Linked DNA regions of Hordeum vulgare: region 1 is linked to region 2. A link is a contact called in public Hi-C data. All regions are on one chromosome and are shown on one strand. The core of a region is the stretch at or near the end of the contact, and the rest is flanking DNA. Distances in the headings are between cores, read along the strand shown.

The links. A called contact is a pair of places that touch in the nucleus more often than the background predicts.
Region 1: a contact with region 2 is called in a Hi-C map of seedling, with 3 times the contacts expected there. The contact joins the enhancer-like site here to the promoter of LOC123401816 in region 2. A contact is called at or near these places in 3 of 6 Hi-C or Micro-C datasets (leaf and seedling) and 1 of 1 datasets of contacts at active chromatin or transcription factors (embryo).

Annotation. Positions count from the first base shown.
Region 1 is chr6H:490,338,310-490,342,038 of MorexV3_pseudomolecules_assembly, forward strand. It overlaps the pseudogene LOC123403768. Among protein-coding and RNA genes, the nearest start is that of LOC123403395, 28 kb to the right of the region's middle. Within about 2 kb of position 2,137, at least 2 of the 3 cell types and tissues checked have open chromatin away from gene starts, as enhancers often do. A contact at or near this core is called in seedling, where this site is marked.
Region 2 is chr6H:490,078,991-490,082,535 of MorexV3_pseudomolecules_assembly, forward strand. LOC123401816 reads right to left here and starts at 1,590. Exons shown (of 7, transcript XM_045095665.1): 1 at 974-1,590; 2 at 777-857; 3 at 494-670. The coding sequence starts at 1,070.

The sequences.
Region 1 (3,729 bases), core at 887-3,386, 260 kb after region 2:
CTATATCTACCATCCATATTGCACTTGTATCACCATCTCTTCGCCGAACTAGTGCACCTATACAACTTACCATTTGTATTGGGTGTGTTGGGGACACAAGAGACTCTTTGTTATTTGGTTGCAGGGTTGCTTGAGAGAGACCATCTTGATCCTACGCCTCCCGTGGATTGATAAACCTTAGGTCACCCACTTGAGGGAAAATTGCTATTGTCCTACAAACCTCTACACTTGGAGGCCCAACAACGTCTACAAGAAGAAGGTTACGTAGTAGACATCAGCCCGCGCCTGTCGGTACACATAATGGGGCATGACGTTGTCGTCGTCGCTCCTCCGTCACGAGACAGGAGTATGACCACGCGTGCGGACGCCTCTTCTCCGGCAGCTCCTCCGAGGCATCGAGCTCGCGCTCCTCCATCCCCCCCCCCCCGTTGAAGAGGGAGCTAGAGGAGCTTCCACCGGTGAAGATGGAGCCGGAGCGACATGTCGGGGGCGTCGTTCGACCGGAGGACGTCCTCCCCCCGGCGGAGGCGAACAACCTTTTGCCCGCGCTGCTTGCGCGGAGTGCGCGGGATGCGGAAGAGGACCGGCAGCGCCGCCGGAGGGACGAGGAGATCGACACCGTGCTCTACGAGCGGGGTGTCGCGTCGGCCCTCGCCTTCGGCCACAAGGTAGAGGAGTGGCGCCGCGAAGCCACTACGCAGGAGCGTCTCTATGTTGAGATTTCCTCTGACGAGGACGACGACTGAGCGTTGCCGCATCTACTACCATAGGAGCTTCGGTAAGCTCAATTTTACGTACTGCGGTAGGATATTTAGTAGCTCCGGTGAGCTCCGATAGGTTAGCTTACCTCTACCCCCCCTTTAGTAAGTGATGAACTCTGAATATAGTATGTATGATCGTGTACTAAGTAATGAACTCTGAATAAGCGTGGTTGTAATTTCGCCCGTGAATACTTTTTTTAAAATTTACGCAGTTTCATATACGGAGTCTATTCTGCAGCGTAAGATTTCGTCCCATGAAACCTCGCTTCTTGAAAGTGTAAACCGTTTTACAGGTCGCAAATATGCGGGGTCAACTAGAAATACTCTAATAAGCCGAACCGTTGGGACCTAAAAACTTCTATGTTTTCTGTGTACAATTATGCTATCTTATGAGTAATGATCTCTTACCAACACACTCTATCGTCAAATCTTTAGGGATGTGTAGTTATTGGAGATAAGTCTAAAAAATAATCATTGTACATAATTCCTTATGCATTCTCTAAATTATGTGGCATGCTTAAGTTCAAATCTCTTATCAAACATTTTGTACTGCTATTTCCTTCAGGAAAGACCTAAGATACTTCTTTTAAGTTTTGATCGAAGAATATTTGGACGGGTGTAACAAAAGCTAAGGGCTAGGTGGGCCCTAAATTAGGAGTCTTTTATAATAACAAATGACAGTGGGAATCCTTCGAGCGTCCCTATGTCTCATTACAACGAGATGTAGGGAAGCCTCATGTGAGGGAAGAGCTGGATGGGCCGGCAAGGCACGCAATGAGGCCATTTACTTTCGTTTATACTTTTATATATATCCCTAATAATAAACAAATACGGTTTCTGATCGTTCGTCGTGGCATTTTTGTAGAAAGACCCCTCCGTTTTCATTTAATCAACCCGCAGTCCTTTCGTAAGTGAGGAAAACGTTTCACTTTTATGAATAAGACCCTACGTTTTCCGAGGCGAGGAGGCATCGCGGCAGCAGACGGCACGCTCGCCAGATCCAATCGGCGGCGACGCGCGATGCAGCTGGCGACGGGCGGCCCGACGGCTGGGCGCGGGGGCTTCGGCTCGGCGTTTCTGTCCGGGGGAACGGGCCTCGCGGCGAGGGGGTCGCCGGGGGAGCGGCGTGCGGCGGGGCGGCGGCGGCGCGAGAGATTGAACGGCGGGGCGACGCTCGGGAGGAGGGATTAGGCGGAACATCCACAAGCTCACCCTCGGCACCTTCGTGGCCATCGAGAGCAGCAAGCACGTACGTGCGTGGTTAGCAGCTGGATGAAGCGTCGGGAGGAAGAAGAGGTTAAGGAATAGCTGCACGTACGGTACCTGTGTGGTGAGGGCGAGCTTGTTGTGCTTGAGGGACTCGACGCGGGAGTGGAGGGCGTCGTAGCTGGCGCGGAGGGCGGCAAAGTCGTGCTCGGGCAAAGGCGTACGCATCGCCAGGCTGACCCACTCCCACATGCTCCGCGCCGGCTTCCGTCCGGGCTTCTTCCTCCGCAACAAACTCCTCGCAGCATATTGCCGCGGCGGCGACATGCGCCACGCCCGCCTCCTGTTCGACGGAATGCCGCGCCGGGACGCCGTGTCCTGGAACACCCTCATCGCCGGTTACTCCAGCCAGAGCGGGTCCTCCGCGCGCCTCGCGCTCGCTTCCTTCCGGGACGCGCTGGGAGGCGGCGTCCGGGCGGACAGGTTCAGCTACGCCGCGGTGCCAGCGGCGTGCGGCAGGGCCGGGGACTGGAGGCACGGCCGGGCGGCGCACGGGCTGGCCGTGGCGAGTGGGCTCGTGCAGGACGTGTTCCTGACCAACTCCGTCATCGACATGTACACCAAGTGCGGGATGATTGACGAGGTGAGGCTGGTGTTTGACCGGGCCGAGGAGCGGGACGAGATGCCGTGGAACCTGCTGTTGTCAGCGTACCTGCGCATGGGATGGCCAGAGGTGGTCATTCACATGCTCGTCTAGATGCACCGGTCAGGGGTCAAGCTTGATAGCTTTGCCTTGGGTGGGATCCTCAAGGCTTGCTCCGAGCTCGAGGGCTCCGAGGATGTACGCAGGATGTTGCATGGCTGCGTGGTTAAGGTTGGTTTGGACTTGGATATGTTCGTCGGGAGTGCCATGGTGGACATTTATGCCAAAAACGGTGGACTTGAGGAGGCGATCAAGGTGTTTGACTGCATCCCGAATCAGAACGCGGTGGTTTACGGTGCCATGATCGCGGGATTCGCTCGCTTAGGTAATGATCCTTGCCCTGAGGTTAGAGTCGAAGAGTGAGGCTTTTCTCAGACTTGCTCCGGATGAGTGTTAAACCGTCCAGGTTTACTTTCAAGAGTGTGCTCGAAGTCTGCAATTTGACCAATGCGTTGCACTTTGGGAGGCTCATACACGCTCATGTTATATTCAATGGGTTTCAGGACGATGAGTTCATAGCAAATGCGCTGCTCAACTTGTACTCCAAAGCACGGTCGGTAAGTGACAGTCTGAGATGCTTCCATATGACTCCCAGGCAGGATGTTGTCACATGGACATCCATAATTACAGCATTCGCGCATGATGAGAATTTTGAGAAGGCACTAGGCCTGTTCCTAGAGTTTCTTTCTCTTGGAAAAGAGCCAGACCCGTTCACTTTATTGAGTGTCATGAATGCATGTGCTGCTGTGAGTCTAACAGCAACCTGTAAGAAGATACACTGTTATACGGTCAAATCTGGACTTAGTCATTTCACTGTGTGCGGCAATTCTTAGATTTCTATGTATAGGAATATAGGTGATGTTGAGGCTTCAAAGAAGACATTCGAGCAGATTACATGCCTAGACATATTCTCATGGTCTACAATGATTTTGAGAGGAGAGGAAGAAGCCATAGCCTCAAGGCCCCGTCGCCTCCAGCCACTAACCGGGGAGGAGGGGCTCCACCACCACGGCATGGGGACGCCGCCCCGAATGGAAGGGAGAGGGTGATCCCGTCGGT
Region 2 (3,545 bases), core at 340-2,839:
CAAAAAAGGTAGATCACAAAACAGGGTAAAGCTGTATAGGGCAATCATCTTACAGAAGTCAGGATATCATCATGCCAACTTGTCCTTGCCAATGCTATAGATTATATCATCAACTTGAACAGATTAACATGAACACCACAAACAAAAAAATAACACAAACTTTTATAAATAACACCAAGCGGATCGAACGACTTACAAATTATAGACCCAATTGCCCACTGTTACATGTGCAAATTACTTCTTCAAATGGAACAAACCAGGTTATAAGAAGACATGAAAAACATTGCAATTTCACACGGCTAACTAACAAATACATCGCAATCAAGAGATAGGCCAGAGCAGAATTCATGACTCCAACCAACCCACAGCATCAGCAGTTGAACACCAACCCTGACCAATCACCTGGCGTGCATCTGATTAGCGGAATCCCACTAGGCACTAACTAGATACTCCAAATTTAGGGAGGGCTAGAAAGAAAAGGAAGGGGGCTCACATCGGGACAGCGGCAGCGCGATCCTGTAGATGTTGCTGTTCATGGAGTCCATGACGAGCAGCTCGCCACCCTGGGTGACCTCCACGGCGTACGGCTCGATCCCCAGCTTGCTGCCGTCGAAGACCGTCTCCACGGTGTACCCGCCCTCGTACTTCACCATGGACTTGGCTCCACTCGCTGCTCCCAATCCCAGAGAAACCAACATTGTATGAGGAAAACCCGGATTCAAGAAACCTGGAAAGCGCGTCAGGGTGCGGGCGAAGAGAGGGATTCCGGCGGTCACCTGTCTTGGCCGTCGATTTGAGCGACCACAGCCGCTTCAGCACCGCCGACGCCGCATTGGAGAGGAACCCGCTCACCACCTCTGCGACGGCAACCAAGAAACACTCGTCAGACAGAACCACCGAACCAAATCGAGAAACGCGGAAGGCGAGGGCGAGAGGGAGAGGGGGAGAGAGAGAGCAAGAAGCGGGGCCTCACTCGCGGGGTACGACGCCGCGGACGCCGGAGGGGCGAAGGCGCCGAGCAGGAGCGCGGCCACGAGCAGCGCCGCGACGCGTCCCCTTGCAGCGCCCATTCGGCCGCCGCCGCTGCTACTACTGCTACTGCTACCACCACGGCGCACGGTCCCTGAGGAGCCCCCGACAGCGCGAGTCCAAGGAGCGGGGACGCGAAGGGCGTGCCGGCGGGCGGGGGGGTTGGTTCAGCGGGAGGCGGCCATTTGGGGAGGACAAAAGTCTCAGATCGAGGAGGGGAATGGGGGGAAACGCCCAAGAATCCGAGCTTTTCTTGCGGGGAGGGGGGCGGAGGAGAGAGGGATTAAAAAGGGGGGAAAGGGACAAGAGAGGCGCTGTTCCGCCTGGCCGCTGCCGCTGCCACTGCCACTCTCCGGTCGCCTTGCTTCGCTCTACGGAATTTTTCGGCTGGGGTTTTGGTTGGGGGGAGGGGGAGAGGAGGATGTGACGGTGACGACTGACGAGAGAGAGAGAGACGGAGGGCGTTCACGTGCGGATGGGGGGGGGGGGGGGGGGGTGGTGATGTAGGTGGTGTTCATCCGTCATTTCGGCGTCCCCTTTAAAACCCCTCGCCGCCTCCTTTTCACTGGAGGAATCTGGGGAAAGAAACGAGCTTTTTGTTTAGGAACTTTGCTAAATCTCCACCGAATATGAAGCTTTTTGTTGAGGCAAGCCTTTCTTTTTACAACTCGGGTGCTAATTATGCTTGAATGCATATATGCCATCGGCACCTAACTCTCTGTTGGATATTTTCAGAATAAAAATAAAAAACCGTCTATTGGAGGGAAACTTTTATGAAAACGCGGGTTAAGGCTCCCCGATGTATCGTATCTTAACTCGTATCGTGTGCATTAGACCTGCATTTACATGCGTTTGTCTAATGGCTTGTATCCTAAAAATGTATTTCATTTAATGTTTTTATTCAAAAATATCATGAGTTACCTTGGATTCGGTGCTAGGGGGGCTTGGTATGTCCTGGAGGGTAACTTTTTTCGGAAACGATCGTTGGGATCATGTTGCGTATCTATTTGGTCCTCATATTTTAATTTTGGGTACTCTTAATTTATACTATATTAGAACCATACCATCGGGTGTGTGATGCTTGTCTGTGAACCACACCCAAACACGCCAACGTCCCATTGGATAGCATCAAAGCGTTAAATCAAGTCTTTTTCAAGCTTTAGTATTAACCATGCTTAACCGTGTATATGCCCTCGATATCTAATTGCGTCTTGGAGGACAACTTTCATGAAAACGTGGGTTAAGACTATTCGATGCATTGTACCCTAAGTCGTATCGCATGCATTAGATACGCTTATTAAATGATTTATTTCAAAAAAAATCTTCACTTAATGTGTTTTACTTGAAAAAAATCATGAGTTACCTTGGATTCGATGCTAAGGAACCCTTGGATATATCTTGGAGAGCAACTTTTATGTATACACTCGTCGGATCACGCTGCATATCTTCTTGGATTCTATGCTAGGAGCCCTTGGATATATCTTGGAGAGCAACTTTTATGTATACGGTCGTCGGATCACGCTGCATATCTTCTTGGATTCTATGCTAGGAGCCCTTGGATATATCTTAGAGGGCAACTTTTAAGGAAATGCTCGATCGTGATAACATTGCACATCATCTTGATCATGGAGTTTCAATTTTGGATACTCTTGCTTTATATGTTAAAACCACACCACCGAGCATGTGACACATGTGGACCACACTAGAACCCGCCAACATCCCACTCGATAGCGCCAAAGCCAACCACTCAAATTGGATCATGCCTCCGAGATGGCATTGATACGTCTCAAATGTATCTATATTTTTTAATTGTTCCATGCTACTATATTATCACTTTTGTATACTTTTTCTACCAATTTATATTATTTTCTCGATTAACCTATTAATTAAGTGCCTAGTCCAGTTGTTGTTTTCTCCATGTTTTACTTTATAGAATATTAATATCTATGGAGGTCAATAAAACCTAAGGATTTAATACGAATTTTTGGATGCACGAAGATTCCAGAAAGTACCCAAGGGAGATGAGAGGGGCCACATGGCCTCCACATGGCCTGGTGGCGCGGTCAGGGCCTAGGCCGAGCCCATGGTTGTCTGGCCCCACAAGAACCACCTTAAATCCATTCTTTTGTCTATTAAGTCATATTTTACAAAACCCTTCGCATGATTTTTTCTGTCGCCGCAAGTTTCTGTACCAAGGAGATCCAATCTGCGGACTTGTTCTAACACTTTGCTAGAGGCTTCTTCATTAATCTTGTTGCCTCCATGACCATGTGTGAGTAGTTCCTTTAGGACCTTAGGGTATATAGCAGTAGCTAGTGTTGGAAATATGCCCTAGAGGCAATGATAAAATAGTTATTATTATATTTCCTATTACAAGATAATCATTTATTATCCATGTTATAATTGTATTGAATGAAAACATAGATACATGTGTGGATACATAGACAAAACAATGTCCCTAGCAAGCCTCTAGTTGGCTAGCCAGTTGATCAATGATAGTCAAGGTTTTCTGACTA